2 separate regions of the Sus scrofa genome follow, and region 2 is linked to region 1. The links are chromatin contacts, called in public Hi-C maps. All regions are on one chromosome and are shown on one strand. Each heading gives the region's core, a stretch centred on a gene start, on an enhancer-like site or on the middle of the called end of the contact. The rest is flanking DNA. Distances are from core to core; before and after follow the strand shown.

Region 1 (3,188 bases), core at 155-2,654:
CTTCGCTTAAGTGAAATTTAACTTTTAAGAGAAACTGTTCATTTCTCCAAAGACTGACAGCAGCCCCAAGATATATTAATTGCAGTATTAATGAAGAATATAGCCTTATAATCGTTTTTGTCAACGTGATTTTGAAGGAAGGTCAAATTTCTAGTAACAATGTATTAATTTCAAATTTTTATAAAGTGACAGCATGATTTTAAAGGACTTCAGAAAACATACCAAATACTAGATAATTAAGTTGTGACAGTTAAATACTTAAGCTAAGATTCTTTTCCATTTGTTTGGCACAGGCATCTAACTGTTCTGCATCCCAATAATTACATTACAGTGTTCAGAAGCCATAAATGAAGTTTTTCTGCTGATCTTAATGGGATGCCTAGAAGGAGACACCTGCCCAATAATTAACTCAAAGTGTTACCCTCATTCATTGGCCAAAATACACATACGCAAAAAGACTGTCATCTAGTGGTGAGGTCAGGAAGTAAGAGATTTGGGGAAGAGAGATTTAGGGTCCTTGGAAAGGTTGCTCGACTCTGTGCAGTCAACCAGAGCAGAAGACAGTAATACTACTCGCCACTCAGATTTATACAATTCAAGCCACAAGGCATTTTTTAAAAAGAAAAAGGTAAAGAGATAAACTGTTTGATTTTAGCAATATGCTGCCTATGAATGACTTTTACCAGAGTTCCTATAATTTGTTGACCAGCTAATTGGACTATTCCCTTGCTACCCTAATAACTTTCTACATAATTAAAATTTCACAAGGTCTATTCTCTTCTGGCACACCAGAAAGAGGAGAAATAATGGTACACAAATAATCAGTCTACCTTTTTCTAACATTAGTTTCATTACAACCAGTAAGAATTTATAAAGCATTTCTTTACTTTACGCGTGGCACTAGGTAGGGCCCTAAGTGTGCTCTTCGTTTTGAAGCTGTGCACCGATTGTTAAATAAGAACCCTAACCAACTTTAAACCAAGGGGGAAAAAACTCATAGAAGCACTTACTTTGGGTAAAGCAACTAGTATTTTAATGAAGCTAAGACTTGAAACCAGGCCTGTCTCTTCCTAAGTCCATTCTCGTAACCACTCTACTGTTACTGACTCTTTCATCTCATTTCCAATAGGACATGTGTTTTGAGGTTATTGCCCCATGGGTGAAATTCTAGGATCTCCCTCTTTCTGAGTTGAATGTGACTAATAACTTACAGTGTTTCTGGTTTGGGTTAGACAATGTTAAACTAGAAGAGGCCAAGAAAAATGCTTCTTCTATGGCCCTGAGCCCCTTATTCTAATCAACAAGGCTGCCAGGGCTGAGAAGCAGCTCACAACCTAAGGTGACACTGCTCAGTATGGAACACAGACAGCTAAGGAGAGCACCAAGAATGAATATACAATTAGCGCAGACACAAAATTAAATATTGACACTGCCAGCAGAGCAAAGGTTATGAATATAACAGAAACACAGAGTTTCCTGATAGCGAGGATGGAACTAGGAAAATTGTCCCCTCTCTATTTATGATGTTACAGATGGCTTCTCAGAGGAATTTCAGGCGCTGTCAGAATGAGGACATTGCTAGTGACCTTTGCAATAAAGAGCAATGATGCTGGGCCTAATCAGAGGGCTAAGTGACACCTTGTGCAGGAGAAGATTCTAAGAGAGCCCAGTGCTACAGAAATACAAGTTATGCAATAAGAATGGACCAAAATAGGAGCATTTATTTGGCCCAACAACAAGTTTTTCGATGCTTACTGTGCCCTGCTCTGTGCTAGATGCTGAGGGAACAAAGATGACTAGATCCTTGTGTATTCTCCAGAGGAAGACAAGAGACCAACACAGATTAGGTATCACATGTTAACTACTAAGCCAAAAGTGAGCACAGAGGGCTGAGGGAAACCAGAGAAAGTGCTTCTAAGTCACCCTGGAGGTTTGGGGAGTTTTTTAGAAATAAGCCTGAGACTGGTTAGCTGTTTAACCTAGTAGTTGAGAGCAGGAGATCTGCAGACTGCAAAGGTCAAATCCCAGCTCTACCACTGCCTGCTCCATCAATGAGGCAGATGACAGCCTTTGGGGCTTTCATTTCTTCACCTATAAAAGTGGAAAGTAGAACAGTATCTACTTTGTAAGGATGTTCTGAAGATTAAAACTTTTCTAAGTTTTTTGGTACCTGTGATAATCAATCAATAAAAGTTCCTGCTAAATAGAACAATGAACATTCATTCAGTAACTAGCTGAATGAATTCAACAGTTTGGGGCTGATGGGGAATTGGGAGGAAGTCTGTCTTGAATGTCAGATGTCTACCATGCCCAAGGGAAATGAAAAAAAAAAAAAAAGGTTTCTAGTAGGCAGTTGTACATACAAGAGACAGATCCAGTGCCAAAGGTATAAATTTGAGAATCCCCAGGTGTTTGAGTCATGAGAATGGATGAGATCATCTAAAAAAAGAGAGAGAGGACAGAGATGAAGGTTATGAACAAATTCTGAAGAGCTCAAACATTTACAAATCAGGAGGGGAGAGGGAGTAAGCAAAGGACAGTAGGGAGGTAGGAGAAAAATCAGATGCATGGGAGCCAGATGAAGGGCAAAGGGATCAGCAAAGGCAAAGGGCTGTGAAACAGCAATATATGTGCACGAGGCAGGAGGAAAAATTACTGTAAGTTTAATGCTATCTGAGAATAAACTGAAATGCAAGGGAAAGATGAAGACTGAGATAAAAGTAAAGCCAGAGGGTGACAAACCATGCATGTCTTTGGATGATTAAGAAGCTCAAAGAGGTTTTAATCAGGACAGAGTTCTAGCCAGGTGTGCATAACAGATGGCTTATTCAGGTAGCCATGTGGATGATGTCTATGGAAGCCAGAATAATGCCCACCCCAAAACATGTCTATGTCCTAATCCCTAGAACCTGTGAAGATGTTAGGTAGCATGGCAAAGAGATAATCAAGGCTGCGGTGGAATTAAGGTAGCTAATCAGATGAACTCAAAACAGAGATTATTGAAGAGGATTAAGATAGAAGGACTGGAGCTCAACTTCTCTCCTAAAAACAACAAAATTCACAGCTAAAGGCTGAGCAATCTCTGCTCAAATGGACTGGAAACCTTAAAAAAGATACCCTACTCCAGAAGAAAAAGAGGAGGCCACATCAAGAGGTAGGAGGGGCGATTTCATGATATAAACAACCCC
Region 2 (3,285 bases), core at 315-2,814, 230 kb before region 1:
CCAGGCTTGGGGTCTAATCAGAGCTGTAGCTGCCAGCCTACGCCACAGCCACAGCAACACGGGGCTGCATGTACGACTTTCACCACAGCTCACGGCAACACCGGATCCTTAAGCCACTGAGCAAGGCCAGGGATCAAACCCTCAACCTTATGATTCCAAGTCAGATTCATTAACCACTGAGCCATGCTGGGAACTCCTTCTTTTACTTTTTACTAGACTTTTTTTTTTAAAAGCTCATCCCCCTGTAACCTGTCGTTCCTTAGTGCATGTGTGTATGTTCCATAAAACTTCAAATAGGAAAGAAAATCATAACCACCCACTTTTGGGCTTAAACATAGAGCACACATGGGAAAAATCCATTTATTTATAAAAGGAAAAGACTAAGAGTCACTTGGACCACAAGATTTATTACTACAAAATATATACTAGGAACTGTCCAAGGCACTTACATATGTTGTCTTGCTGTGTTTTGTTTTACTTCCAGAGACCAAATGACTCTTTATGTTACTCTTTATGTTAGATGTGTTCATCCATATGTATTTAAGTTTCCACTAACATATACATAAAAGTCTCTATAATTTGTATGGGTTAGTTATTCCTGGGTTGCTCAAGTAACTGTAAAATTAATTAAGCCTTTGTCTTGCTGGATATACACAGAAAAATGCTGTTTATTTGGAAACACCTTATACTTGGGTATTGATGTGTTAATGGATTACAGGGGACTAACAAAGACTGACTTGCAAAATTGATTATATACAGCATTTCCGACTATAAAGAGAAGGAATCTATCTTCTTGGTGTGTGCCACCTGCCCTTTGCCTAACGAATCTATAGAGGACCAGTGGGTACATCTAATATTTTATGGGTAGAGAAATTATCTCTGACTCTGAGATTTATGATCATATGTTTGAATAAGGCCTAAGGCCTAAAAAGAGTGAGTTCTGCCATGTTTCCTCATGACTCATGGTACTTAAAAAACATTTCAGAGTCACTTTTAGTGAAAAAAAACATACCAAGAGACTGGAAATGTCTTCTAAATACTTATGCAAAATTTGTGTTGAAAACTAACTCCTGAAAGAAATATAACCATATGCCTTTAAAATGAGTCCTCTGAGATCAAGGGACATACAGCAAACGCCAAAGTTCATGATCCCCCCACTCCCCTACTTAATAAAGGCACCTATATTTCACCAGAAATAAAATTTTATTAGTAACATGTCAAAAATGTTTTAAAATACAATGACCTTTCTTCTTCCTCTCAGTTTAAAAAACAACCAATAAAAACTCTAAATCATGATCCAAATATTTTTAAATGTGAAAAAGACATATTTTAGATTATGTAACAGATACACATATCCCCAAATAAATATTGTAGAACACCATTTGCTGGGTATTTGGGTGTGTTCCCACAAAACTAAATTTCTGCTTTTCTCCTTTCATTAACGATTTGTGACAAATTTATGACACTCTATTTCACAACAGCAATACCAGCAATTTATGACCAAAGGAGAGCCTGACAAAGATCACTTGGCATGCTCAAATTAAACAATTTATGTGACTCTCTCATTTACACTGATCCTCTACCACTCACTTGGACATCGACAACTAAAGAGAAACAGGAAGTCCATAGCAGGGAAAGGATCTCTCAGGGAATAAAACTCAGAGAAGAATTCAAAACAAGGAGATAAACCAGATACCGTTCTCCAGCTCAAGTTTACCAAATTCTTTAGCCCAGGCAGACACCCATCGGTTTGAATTTAATATAGAATTTTTTGTGTGAGATTTTTCTCAGATTCAGCCAAGCAAGAAATTGCAAAATTCTTGTTAACTGTGGAAAAAATGTCAGCTTTTCTCTCATGTTACCAAATGGAGCTTCCTTATCTGGGTATAAACAAGGGAGTAAATTGGTAATTCAAGAAATTTACCAATTCCTGACTGATTAAGTATGGTACTGGACTACATCCATGTTCCCATTCTGCACTTGATGTATATAAAATTTCTAAATCATCTTCTGGGTCTTTTATTATGTGAAATACTGTAATATTTGTAGCCAATTTGGAAAACCAAGTCTATGATACTTACTTTTTTCCTTTCATTTCTTTAAAGAAAAAAAATTCTATGGAAAGTAGACACAAACACATTTTCTTTGAAAGTTAAGACTATAGGCTTGACTGAATATTTTCATTCTCAAAGTGATGTAGAGCCTCACTATTCAAAGTGTGGTCAGTGGACCAACAGGACTGTATCACCTAGGAGACTTGAGAAATGCAGACCCTGAACCCTACCCCAGAGTTACTAAAAATTATTTCTATTTGAACATGATATCCAGTGACTTACATGCACAAGAAGATTTGAGAACTGCTAATGAAGAGGAATGCTCTTTATCCACCCAACTACAGAGTAATCCTTGTAGAAACACAGAAACTTTAACGGGGGTATTTTGTCCAAAGGGTTCAACAAAGACTTTTAGACACAGTCCACTTAACAAGGAAATAAAAATCCCAAACCATCACATTGCTGATGTATAGTAATGAAGTTTGAGAATTGGGGGAAATTACATAAATTTGAACTCCAAATATTACATAAATACTCGTGAACTTCTTGAATTAATTCACAAGATGTCCATTGTTTCCAAACTGACGTAATTTCTTTAGCAAAGCCTGTAGAACTGATGATCGTTACCTCAAACTCCAGAAACTTAAAGATTATCTTAATAGATAACTATTTAAAGACTAAGCAAAGCAGTTTTAAAAAGAATTGTGTCAAGAAACTGTGATGAAATTTACTTGGATATATTCTGGAAATCTTTTCCAAGGGCGTTCAACCAAATACAGCAGACTGTTGCTTTCTTCCAAGTATTTCTGAGCAAATCAGAATCAGTGAGGGAGCGGTGAAGAGAGGGTAAAGAATTAGAACCATAACCTCCACTTATAACTGACAGCAAAGACAGGAGTCAGATGGTGATTCAGAAAGGAAGCCAGTGGGAACGGAGCATGGCTTCAGTTGCTGGTGTTAAGAAATCCCAAGGTTCATTTTGGTGATTCACTGACACAAGGCAAATTCAAGAAAGCTGCCCTTCTAACCCTGAACATTCTATATACAACTCTCAGCCTATGATTTCTTGAGTCTGCTTCTCCTTCAATGCTCTCCTTGACATTAATATTACCTTATTTGCCCTGTAAAAGAGCATCAGTGCTAGAGAGGTCTGAAAAGAGGAATTGATCTGTACTTGAACTTGCCTCTGCAATGTGCCCTCCAACCTCTTGTGCCCCAGGGGTGAGCAAAG

The links. A called contact is a pair of places that touch in the nucleus more often than the background predicts.
Region 2: a contact with region 1 is called in a Hi-C map of liver, with 5 times the contacts expected there. The contact joins two enhancer-like sites. A contact is called at or near these places in 7 of 47 Hi-C or Micro-C datasets (brain, embryonic fibroblasts, epiblast stem cells and 2 more).

The regions. Positions count from the first base shown.
Region 1 is chr1:190,824,962-190,828,149 of Sscrofa11.1, reverse strand. All of the region lies in intron 1 of SYT16 (synaptotagmin-16), which reads right to left. Among named protein-coding and RNA genes, the nearest start is that of SYT16, 91 kb to the right of the region's middle. Within about 2 kb of position 1,404, at least 2 of the 83 cell types and tissues checked have an H3K27ac peak or open chromatin away from gene starts, as enhancers often do. A contact at or near this core is called in liver, where this site is marked.
Region 2 is chr1:191,057,615-191,060,899 of Sscrofa11.1, reverse strand. SYT16 (synaptotagmin-16) reads right to left here. Exons shown (of 10, transcript XM_021062549.1): 10 at 1,185-3,285. Among named protein-coding and RNA genes, the nearest start is that of ISG20, 140 kb to the left of the region's middle. Within about 2 kb of position 1,564, at least 2 of the 83 cell types and tissues checked have an H3K27ac peak or open chromatin away from gene starts, as enhancers often do. A contact at or near this core is called in liver, where this site is marked.